2 separate regions of the Delphinus delphis genome follow, and region 2 is linked to region 1. The links are chromatin contacts, called in public Hi-C maps. All regions are on one chromosome and are shown on one strand. Each heading gives the region's core, a stretch centred on a gene start, on an enhancer-like site or on the middle of the called end of the contact. The rest is flanking DNA. Distances are from core to core; before and after follow the strand shown.

Region 1 (5,219 bases), core at 2,061-4,560:
CAAAATGGAATTAGGTTCCAGCCTCTGATCATTATAAACAAGCTTTTCACCTACATGATTGTCCAGCGACACTGTAAAGTAATGAAGGATCCAGACAGTTCTTCCAGACTACCTAATACCCCGTCTACCCTATTCCAGTAAAGACTAGTAGCATCCCCTCAAACATTGTGAAAATTCAAACAGCAAGCCCACAAATTCCTCAGTCACTCCCCACCCCACTCTCCCCACAGAAAATAACTGGCCTCTAGGGACCAGACAGATCATAAAAACTAGTTAAAGGAGCTAGACCAAGATGCCAGAAGGACCTGGCTTCTAAAAGGGCAGGCATTTACAAACAATAAATGCTGGAGAGAGTGTGGAGAAAAGGGAACCCCCTTCTACACTGTTGGTGGGAATGTAAATTGGTACAGCCACTACAGAGAACAGTATGGAGGTTCCTTAAAAAAACTAAAAATAGAGCTATTGGGTTGGCCAAAATGTTCTTTCAGTTTTTTCTGTAAGATGGCTCTAGTAGCACTTAGTTGTCTTTAACTTCATTCGAAACAATCGAACATGTCAAAAGTGGTTTGCGAAGTTTCATGATGGAGATTTCTCACTGGACGATGCTCCACGGTCAGGTAGACCAGTTGAAGTTGATAGCGATCAAATCGAGACATTAACTGAGATCAACATTATACCACGCGGGAGACAGCCTATCTACTCAAAATATCCAAATCAAGCATTGAAAATCATTTGCACCAGCTTGGTTATGTTAATCGCTTTGATGTTTGGGTTCCACAGAAGTTAAGCGAAAAAAACCTTCTTGACCATATTTCCGCATGCGATTCTCTACTTAAACATAATGGAAAAGTTCTGTTTTTTAAAACAAATTGTGAAGGGCGATGAAAAGTGGATACTGTACAATAATGTGGATTGGAAGAGATCGTGGGGCAAGTGAAATAAACGACCACCAACCACACCAAAGGCCGGTCTTCATCCAAAGAAGGTGATGTTTTGTATATGGTGGGATTGGGAGTCCTCTATTATAAGCTCCTTCTGGAAAACCAAACGATTAATTCCAACAAGTACTGCTCCCAATTAGACCAACTGAAAGCAGCACTCGACGAAAAGCATCCAGGATTAGTCAACAGAAAACTCATAATCTTCCATCAGGATAATGGAAGACCACATGTTTCTTTGATGACCAGGCAAAAACTGTCACATCTTGGCTGGGAAGTTCTGATCCATCCGCTGTATTCACCAGACATTGCACCTTCGGATTTACATTTATTTCGGTCTTTACAAAATTCTCTTAATGGAAAAAATTTCAATTCCCTGGAAGACTGTAAATGGTACCTGGAACAGTTCTTTGCTCAAAAAGATAAAAGTTTTGGGAAGATGGAATTATGAAGTTGCCTGAAAAATGGCAGAGGGTAGTGGAACAAACGGGTGAATATATTGTTCAATAAAGTTCTTGGTGAAAATTAAAAAAGTGTCTTTTATTTTTACTTAAAAACCGAAGGCACTTTTTGGCCAACCCAATACCATATTATCCAGCAATCCCACTCCTGGGCATATACCTGGAGAAAACCATACTTCAAAAAGATACATGTACCCCAATGTTCATTGCAGCACTATTTACAACAGCCAAGACATAGAAGCAACCTAAATGTCCATCGACAGATGAATGGATAAAGAAGATGTGGTACATATATACAATGGAATATTACTCAGCCATAAAAATAAAATAATGCCATTTGCAGCAACATGGATGGACATAGAGATTATCATACTAATTGAAGTAAAACAAAGACAAATATCATATGATATCACTTACATGTGAAATCTAAAAAAGTGATACAAATGAACTTATTTACAAAATAGAAACAGACTCACAGAGTCAGAAAACAAACTTATGGGGACTTCCCTGGTGGCGCAATGGTTAAGACTCTGCCTGCCAATGCAGGGGACATGGATTCGACCCCTGGGCCAGGAAGATCCCATATGCCACGGATCAACTAAGCCCATGAGCCACAACTACTGAGCCGGCGTGCTGTGACTACTGAAGCCCCGCGTGCCGAGAGGTGCTCCGCAACAAGAGAAGCCACCGCAATGCGAAGCCCACACACCACAATGAAGAGTATCCTCCACTCGCTGCAACTACAGAAAGCCCACATGCAGCAACAAAGACACAACGCAGCCAAAATAAATTTAAAAAAACAAACAAAAAAAAAAGTATGGTTACCAAAGGGTAAGGGGGGGAATAAATTAGGAGGTTGGGATTAACATATATACACAATGCTATATATAGATAATCAATAAGGACCTACTGTATAGCACCAGAAGTCTACTCAATACTCTGTAATAACCTAAATTGTAAAAGAATCTGAAAAAGAATACATATATGTATAACTAAATCACTTTGTTGTACACTTGAAACTAACACAACATTGTAAATCAACTACACTCTGATAAAAAAATTTTTTTAATTAAAAAAATTTTTTTAAAAATGGCAGCCAACATCCAATCCACCAGTTTGTTGCCATCAGAGAATATACGGAGTTGCAAAAGACTTCTTATGTCTCAAGAGAAGGCCAATATCCAAATTTTAATGTAAAAATTTTTTGATTTCTAAATATCTGCAACTTAAATTTTTTTTTATTTTTTTTAATTTTTGTTTGTGTTGGGTCCTCACTGCTGCCCACAGGCTTTCTCTAGTTGCTGCGAGCGTCTGGCCCAAGCCACATAGTTGAGTAACGGATAGTCATCACAATTATTCTCGTCTGCCATGTGCTCCTTACTTAATTGGTTTTATTATTTTTATTATTACCACCATTTAACTAATTAATAGCAGAGTCCGGATCTTCTGATTCCCAGTCCACCATAGTGTGCTCTTTCCTGCCAAGTTGTAGATTTTAGTTATTAAAAAAAAAAGTCCTGCTTTCCTGCCTCACCTGTCCCCCAGTTTCGTTACCCGCTCTTTTAGGGCTTGTTCTGAAAACTGCTGCAGAAAAATCACTAAGGAGAAGTAAAGTATGAAATGAAAATGAAAAAGAGGAAATAGTGTCACACAAAAAAAACTACGGCCACGTGGGCTGTGCCCAAGCCAGGTTGGATGCACCACAACAAAAGGAGAAAGCCCAAGAATAACTTCCACGAAAACAAGTCCTCCCAGGTGATGAGAACGTAGGTGCTCCTTATGATTTGCACTTTCCCGAACTTTTTTAAAATGACAGAAAAGAAAGGAGGGCGATAAAGAGGAAAGCCCGTCGCGAACACGAAAAACTAGCAGCAAGGGCGAAGCGCCCGCCCGCGCCGAGTCCGCTGCCTGCCGGGGCCACGTGACAAAACCAAGATGGCCGACGGGGAAGACCGGTCCCGGGCGGGGCAGGAGCCGGAGCCGGAGCCGGAGCCGGGAGAAGAGTTTGAGATCGTGGACCGGAGCCAGCTGCCGGGCCCAGGCGAACTGCGGAGGGTGGCGAAGCCGCGTGCGGCGGCGGAAGGCTGGTCGGCGCTCATCCTGACCCTGGCGCGGAGGGCCACTGGCAACCTGTCGGCGAGCTGCGGCAGCGCGCTGCGCGCGGCCGCTGGGCTGGGCGGCGCGGACGGCGGCGCGGGCGGCGCGGACGGCGCGCCGCGCGCAGGTAGGCTTCGGCTGGGCGCGACCTACGAGCTTTCTGTGGGACGGGTGGTCGTTTTACTGTGGGAGCCAGGCTGGCAAGGGCGCTTAACCGACTCAGCCTGTTAGGTTGTTAAAAAAACATCCTGTTAACTCGCCTAACTACTCGTCTGTTTTCTTTATACCGTGTATCCATGCCGAGATAAATACGTGGACGTGGGTGGACTGAGATCGGGGCGACTTCACTTCTAGTTGTGTTCCCCAGGCAGCATTCTTATTCTCACTGGTGAACTTTATACTTTAAAATGTACGAGTTTAAGCTTAGGTAGTCCTTATTAATTTTTAAAGGACTTACTTAAGAAATGAAACCGTACTGTTCTCTGCTTTAAATCTCAAAATGCCATCCTGGCTCACACCTCCAGTTGTTGACGGCGCATCCCGACTCACCGGGGAGTCCAAGCACCAAGGCGGAATTAAGGGGGTGAGGGTTCCAGGTGAGCTCTACAACCAACTAGCTGTGTCATGCAGAAAAGTCATCACATTTCCCAGCCTGTTAAATAGGAATTTTGTGGTTCACCCAATGATCTCTTATAGTCCTTTTAAGCCTTTGTCATCTATAACAGAGTTTTAGCAAATGAGTGAGAACGGAAACATTAAATGATTATGATATTTAGAGTGTGACTTAGCCCTGTAAAGCCAGATATTTAGAGCTGTGCCAACCAATACAGTAGCCACTACCCACATGTGATGTTTAAATGTTAAAAATTCAGTTCCTCAGTCACAACAGCCACATTTGAAGTGCTCAGTAGTCTACACGTGGCTAGTGGCTACTGTATTGGATTGTGCAGTGAGAACATTTTCATCACACAAAGTGCTGTGGGGCAGAGTTCACTAAAGACTGTGGAGTGCTCTCTAAGAAGCATTATATTATAGTGTGCCTTTGAGGTTCCTTTTTTTTTTAACAAGTACTCTTTTTTAATATTTATTTTACTTTATTTTTTTGGCTGCGTCAGGTCTTAGTTGCAGCACTTGAGATCTTCACTGAGGCGCACATGATTCTCTCTAGTTGTGGCGCGCAGGCTCCAGGGTGCCTGGGCTTTGTGGTTTGCAGCATGGGGGCTCTCTCATTGAGGCGTGCGGGCTTAGTTGCCCCGTAGCATGTGGGATCTTAGTTCCCAGCCAGGGATCCAACCAGCGTCCCCTGCATTGGAAGGCAGATTCTTTACCACTGGACCACCAGGGAAGTCCCTGCCTTTGAGGTTTCTTGATTCCATCCTGTCCAATGTATATTTGATGTAGAAGTCAGCACTGGCACAAGGATAGTGGATTGTGACAGTTTCATTGGTTAAGGAAGATTACTGAGGAAAGTTTAAAATCTGACGAGATAGAAAACAATATTTCTTTGGCGATAGAAAGTAGACTAGAAGGTAACGAAGGAGCCTGTTTAACTCAGGAATCTAGTTGCCACTAGCTCGTTACCTTTACACGCATCAATGGGTGTTTGACTGTATGCCCACCATTGGTGGTCAGTCCTGAGAGTCAAGGCATGGGCTCTTCTGGAGCCTTCTTAGTAAGCAAATAATACATGTTAGCTGTTCGGTGATAAATAAAATGTGCCAGT
Region 2 (5,671 bases), core at 322-2,821, 490 kb after region 1:
AGGTGGGACCCTAACTGCCTTTTTTAACAAAGTGGAGATGAGAAGTGTACCCTAACACTTGATTACTGGTGTAAAAATGAACTTTTAAAAGGCAGGTGTAAACTGGGGACAGGCTACAGTCAAAGCCTTACCTGGTTCTTCTTCCTCAGCTAGATTGCCTCAAAGAAGAAAACAGCTTAGCACGTTAGCATTCAAATACAGATCTCAGAAGGCGCATGATGTTTTAATATTTTAGAGTATAAAACCAAACACCATTACCTTATTTAGGTTGCCTAGTTTAGGTCATGTTAACATGAACAGCAGCTTAAAAGAGTCCCCTCTCAGCATTCTCGGGGTGAGAGTGGGTGGAGGTTGAGAAGAATAGTAGGCATTTTTCCAAAAAGTTTGCTGTGGGCCAAAAAACAAAATCATACTCCACAGTGTGGGAAAAGTTTCCTTTAAAACATGGCCAGAAATTTATACAAATATATGCTTTATACCAAATAATTAAACAGAGCCTACGATAATAGGAAGACGTAAGGTTAAGCCAAACGCTTCAGAGACAACTCTCGAAAATTTTACCTATTTCCCCTTTGGTAGACTCCCGTGACCTGAAGACTTGCCTACAGGTTCCAATTGGTATTGGATTCTTCATAACGTGTGATTTTCAGGCGTCAAATTACAGTAAAGCTGGTGGGGCAGAGTAACAGCCAAAAGCAACAGGGAAGATGCCCATTTTTCTCCTCCACCCTCCTCTCACTTGCCACTTAAGAAAAACGGCACGCCTCTACATTAGGAAAGGGCCTCATCCTTTGAGATTCAATGCAGCGCTAAGTCTGTGACTTCGGGAACGAACCTGCGGATTCCAAAATACAGGTTAAGACCTCATCCATCATGAACTAGTTTTGCGCTCTTCCACCACCTCCTTTGTCTGAGCTGTCCCTGCAAACTCGCAGTTCAATGCCTTCCTGTAAACAAGCTAACTAAACCAAAAAGGAACGTTCTAAGTCTTTCTCAAAAGAAGAACCCAACAACGCGTCTGAAGCCTCATCCCAGGAGTGAGCAGGCGGGGGTGCACACGACGGGAACCTCGACCCTGGGGCCGCCCGCCGAGCTGCGCGACAATCCGGGCCGGGGTGGGGGCGCCGCGCCCGCCGCCCCCGCGCCCAGGCTGCGGTTCCCGCGGGGCCAGGGACCGGGGACCATCGCCCGCCGCTTCGCCACGGCTTCTCTCTCCGCTGCCAGGCACTCACCTCCGTGGATGGGCAGCGGCGCCAGCACCTGACCGCGGACCTCGGCCTTGGGCGAGTCGAGCCCGTAGCGCCCGCGGTCGATGCGGAATGTGAGCGGGGCGCCGCGGCCGGGCTCCTGCACCGTCACGTTGATGAGCGCCGTGTAGTACTCCTGGCTCGCGTTGTCTGCCCTCGCCGGCCACAGGCTGCAGGTCAGCAGCGCGAGCGCGGCGAGCCGGGCCGGGCCCGCCCGCGCCGCACCGCTCATCGTCCCTCCGGCTGCCGCCGCCGCCGCCGCTGCTCTCGGACCGGGCTCCCGGGCCGGCGCCGAGAGGCGGCGCGGGCGCGGCCGCCGCGGCTGCGGGAGCGCACGCGCGCGGCCGGTGCAGGGCCGGGCACGAGCACGGCCCTCCTCGGTGCCGCGGCCCTGCTGCTCGCCGCCCTCACGTCCGCGGCTCGCCCGCGGGGACGCGCCCATGGGCCCCTTCGGCGAGGACGACGGGTCAGCCCGCGCGCGATAGTCTCCTCCGGGTCCCTCCAGGGCCATGGGGGCGGGCCCTCTCCATTCCCCGGGGCCGGTCCCGCCGAGTGGGGGCGCCTCGCAAGGACACGACAGAGGTGGGAGATGCGCCCGAAGAAGGGCCTCTAGAGCACAAAGTCCCGGTCGCCGAGCTGCTGCCTCAGGCGCGCGCTCGCCACCGCCCCGCCCACTGTCAGCCGGGTGGCACGGCGCAGGCTTGGGGCTCAGCCCCGCCTCCACGCGCATGCGTACGAGGGCCTGTCCGCTCCCGCCCGCCTGCACGAGGGCCCTAGGAGGCCCCGGCGCTTTCTTAACCCGCGCCCGGACGTGTTTATACGTCAGGCGTGATGCGCCTAGGATCTAGAGCCCGGGTGCTTTCCAAGGGCCTCTGGAAGAGTTTGAGATGAGGTTACAAAAGAAAAAGAGCTAAAACTTTAAAATTAATTTAAAGATTAAATGTCAATGGGATTACACATTTCAACTGGTCAACTCCAAGTCATATAATTGGCATCACAGGAGGGAGAATGCGTCTGTGCAAATAAGAGTACAAGGCCTCACTAGGCCCGGATCTTTAAGGACATCTGAGTCATTAGGAAGGACCCCTACAGACTAGATGAAACCTCCAGAGTCCCTTGGACAAGGTGGAGACTGTGGTGAGACTTTCCCCCCACCCCAGACCCCCCAGCACACACACTACCCTATACACACACACACACACACACACACACACACACACATACACACACACCATATCAGTTAAGCTGTGCACCCTTCTAAAGCATAAGTGAAAGGGAAGGGTGAGTCTAGATTTGGGTGTAGCTGAATTCAGGAGCTTATATGATTTTGGGCAGCATACTCATCATTGCCATGAAGCAGGGAGGAAGGATGGCATCTTCTGACTAGCCAGGCCTGGATCTCCTGCCTCCTATAGTGGAAAGGGGGTGGAAGTCATCCTTGCTCAACCAACTGTACTGCGAATCCCAGAGAGAGGCAGCATTCCGAAGGAAAGCTGAGGCGCAGTTTCCAGGGAAAGGGTATGGATGTAGTGCAGGCCAACACATCAGATGTCCACTGGTGCCTTCTTATCGACATTCTTAACAATTTCTCCCTCCAATTCCTTCCCTTCCATCCCCACTACCTTTGTTTGTCTAGTCCATGTCCTGTCCTGAGACTGCGTTTTATTTACTTGCATACAGGAAGTAACCAGGCCACCATCCTAGGCCCTGTACTGAAAGAGGGATCTGCTCTGGCCCTCTCACAGCTGGACCCCTCTCACAGGGCAAGGAGTCCTTGGAACCAAGGTACCTCTGCTCAGGCACCTGAGACCTAGGAATTCCCTTTCCAAACAGTCCTGGGCCTCTTCGGGCCTACATGGTAGGGCTCTTTGTGGTGGGGTCTTCTTACTCTGCTCCTATTACTTAACATGTTGTGGCCTGCCCCTGCTTGAAAAGCTCATGCCCCCTACTACCTTGTCCTTACAAGGGTGTTTCACAGTGTGGGGTGCTCCTGCCCCCTGGCATAAGAAACAATTACAGAGACGCACAGACACCACCCTGTTAAGTCAGTTGGGGAGAAAGCAGGTCCTTTCAAGCTCTCTTTTGGCCCTTCTGAATTTGTCAAGGAGAAAGTTGGATCTAAAGTGCTTTTAACATGATCCCCCTTCAAACAAAGTGGGATGAGGTCTTCGTACACAGCTTCAGCAGGCACCAGCATCTAGAGCAATGTTAACAACAACCTGCGTTTGGAGTGTAATAGTCTTTAATTTTATGGAGGCCTTTCCATTAGGTCAAGAGATTTTTCATTTATAAGTAGTGATACAAAGCTACCTTTAAAAAAAATTGTGGTAAAATACACCTAACATAAAATTTATCGTCATAACCATTTTAAGTGCACAGTTCAGTGATATCAAATACACTGACATTATTATTATTATTTGTTTTTTTGCGGTACGCGGGCCTCTCACTGTTGTGGCCGCCTCTCCCATTGCAGAGCACAGGCTCCAGACGCGCAGGCTCAGCGGCCATGGCTCACGGGCCCAGCCGCTCCGCGGCATGTGGGATCTTCCCAGACCGGGGCACGAACCTGTGTCCCCTGCATCGGCAGGCGGACTCTCAACCACTGCGCCACCAGGGAAGCCCTCAAATACACTGACATTATTATGCAACTGTCATCACCATGCGCCTCCAGTCTCTTCTCATCTTGTAAAACTGATAGCTCTGTACCCATTAAACAATAACTTTTCCCTCCCCCCAGCCCCTGGGACCACCATTCTATTTTCTGTTTCTACCAATTTCACTATTCCACTCATATAAGTGGAATCATACAGTATATGTCCTTTTGTCACTAGCTTATTTCACTTAGCATAATGTCCTTCAGGCTCAGTCATGTTGTAGCATGTGTCTGAATCTTTCCTTTTTAAGGATGAATAATATTCCATTGTATGTATATACCATACTTTGTTTATCAGTCTGTCAATGGACACTTGGATTGCTTCAACCTTTCGACTATTGTGAGTGGTGTACCAGAATGCCACTGGTTCAAATCCCTGCTTGGCTACATGTCAACTGTGTGACCTCTGCAAGCTCATGTTCCCTCTGAGGCCAATTTCCCTCTGTGAAGTGACACTAATGACCTCTCTCTCTATAGTCCTGAGAGCTACAAGTCAGATGATGGGTGCCTGGAAGCTATAGCTGCTGCAGTCACCCCATTTCCCTCTGACTTGCTACTGGAGGCACAGGGACTTGTGAGGGTTTGAGTGGCTGCCTGGGTGAGGACTGCAGTACTGCCCTCCCACAGCCATTACCCAGAACAGACTGTCCCGAACGGATAGACCCTCAGGCTGGTCAGTGTCCTGTACATGCAGGCACCAGGAGCCCCACTGCAAGCAGGGGCACAAGGTAACAGCATTTTATTTAGAAAAATGTAAAATACATTTGTATTGGTAATCCAAAACTCTTAATCTTTCCTAACTAAAAACTTCAAGTGTAAGAAAAAGTTGGAGGATGGCACAGTGAAGCCCTGTACCTCATCACTTGGGTTCAGCCAGTGTTAACATTTGGTTGCTTTACCTATCGCTTTTATTTTAAAATTGTTTTCCTGAACCATTTTATGACCCTTTGGGCTGTTCTTCTATATGACCATGACCAAAACAATGAATAGCAATTCTGTAAAATAATCCATATCTTACCCTATTCAAAGGTTCCTAAACGTCTAAAAATCCCCCCGGCCCCCATGTTTTCTTTGAATGGGATCAAATGAAGTTTCTGCATTGGGTTTGGTTATGTCTTTTTCTAGAAATTCAGACTTTGAGGTCACAGGCCCAGCTCCAGCAGATCATAAGAAGTAGATGGCCGTCCTGCAAATTTGAGCTTGTGTCCTATCCCAGATATACTGCTTAGAGTTCACCAGAAAATATACTGCATTTTCTGCCATTGTCTTGTCAATAATATGAATACTATTTTTTCATACTGTTTTGTGTGGACACTTAAGTTATACCACAGTTACTGTAAATTTCCTCATTTTTAATATACCAAGAACCTCAAAAAATGGAAGTGACCCAGGGTCTTCTCACCTCCAAAAGGGCCACTAGACGAAGGAAGTGGCAGCCTTCCCTCCCTTTCCTGGTGGGGTGGCGTCAGGGAAGTAATGGCGGGACGTGGGGAGTGAGGACCTGCCACACTGGCGGTCCTCTGAGCCCAGGGCTCATAGGCCACCTCCATGAGAGTGGGCCTGGCGTTGGATTGGGTGATGCTATGAAAATCCCTGTAGACAGAGGAGTGAAGAGAGACAAAACGGCTCAGATCTGGAAGCTGTAAAGGTCCTGAGTCCAGAATTTAATTCTCCTGAGGACTCTCAAACATAGGGATTGTATGCCCATTCTTCAGATGAGGAGACTGAAGCTCAGAGAAGTGAGATTTTTGCCCGGTGAACTTGTCCCAGC

What was found. A called contact is a pair of places that touch in the nucleus more often than the background predicts.
Region 2: a contact with region 1 is called in a Hi-C map of lung, with 6 times the contacts expected there. The contact joins the promoter of RNF130 here to the promoter of RUFY1 in region 1. A contact is called at or near these places in 2 of 3 Hi-C or Micro-C datasets (lung and muscle).

The regions. Positions count from the first base shown.
Region 1 is chr3:18,499,974-18,505,192 of mDelDel1.2, forward strand. RUFY1 (RUN and FYVE domain containing 1) reads left to right here and starts at 3,311. Exons shown (of 18, transcript XM_060008225.1): 1 at 3,311-3,623. The coding sequence starts at 3,335.
Region 2 is chr3:18,995,856-19,001,526 of mDelDel1.2, forward strand. It overlaps RNF130 (ring finger protein 130), which reads right to left and starts at 1,572. Exons shown (of 8, transcript XM_060008249.1): 1 at 1,233-1,572. The coding sequence starts at 1,479.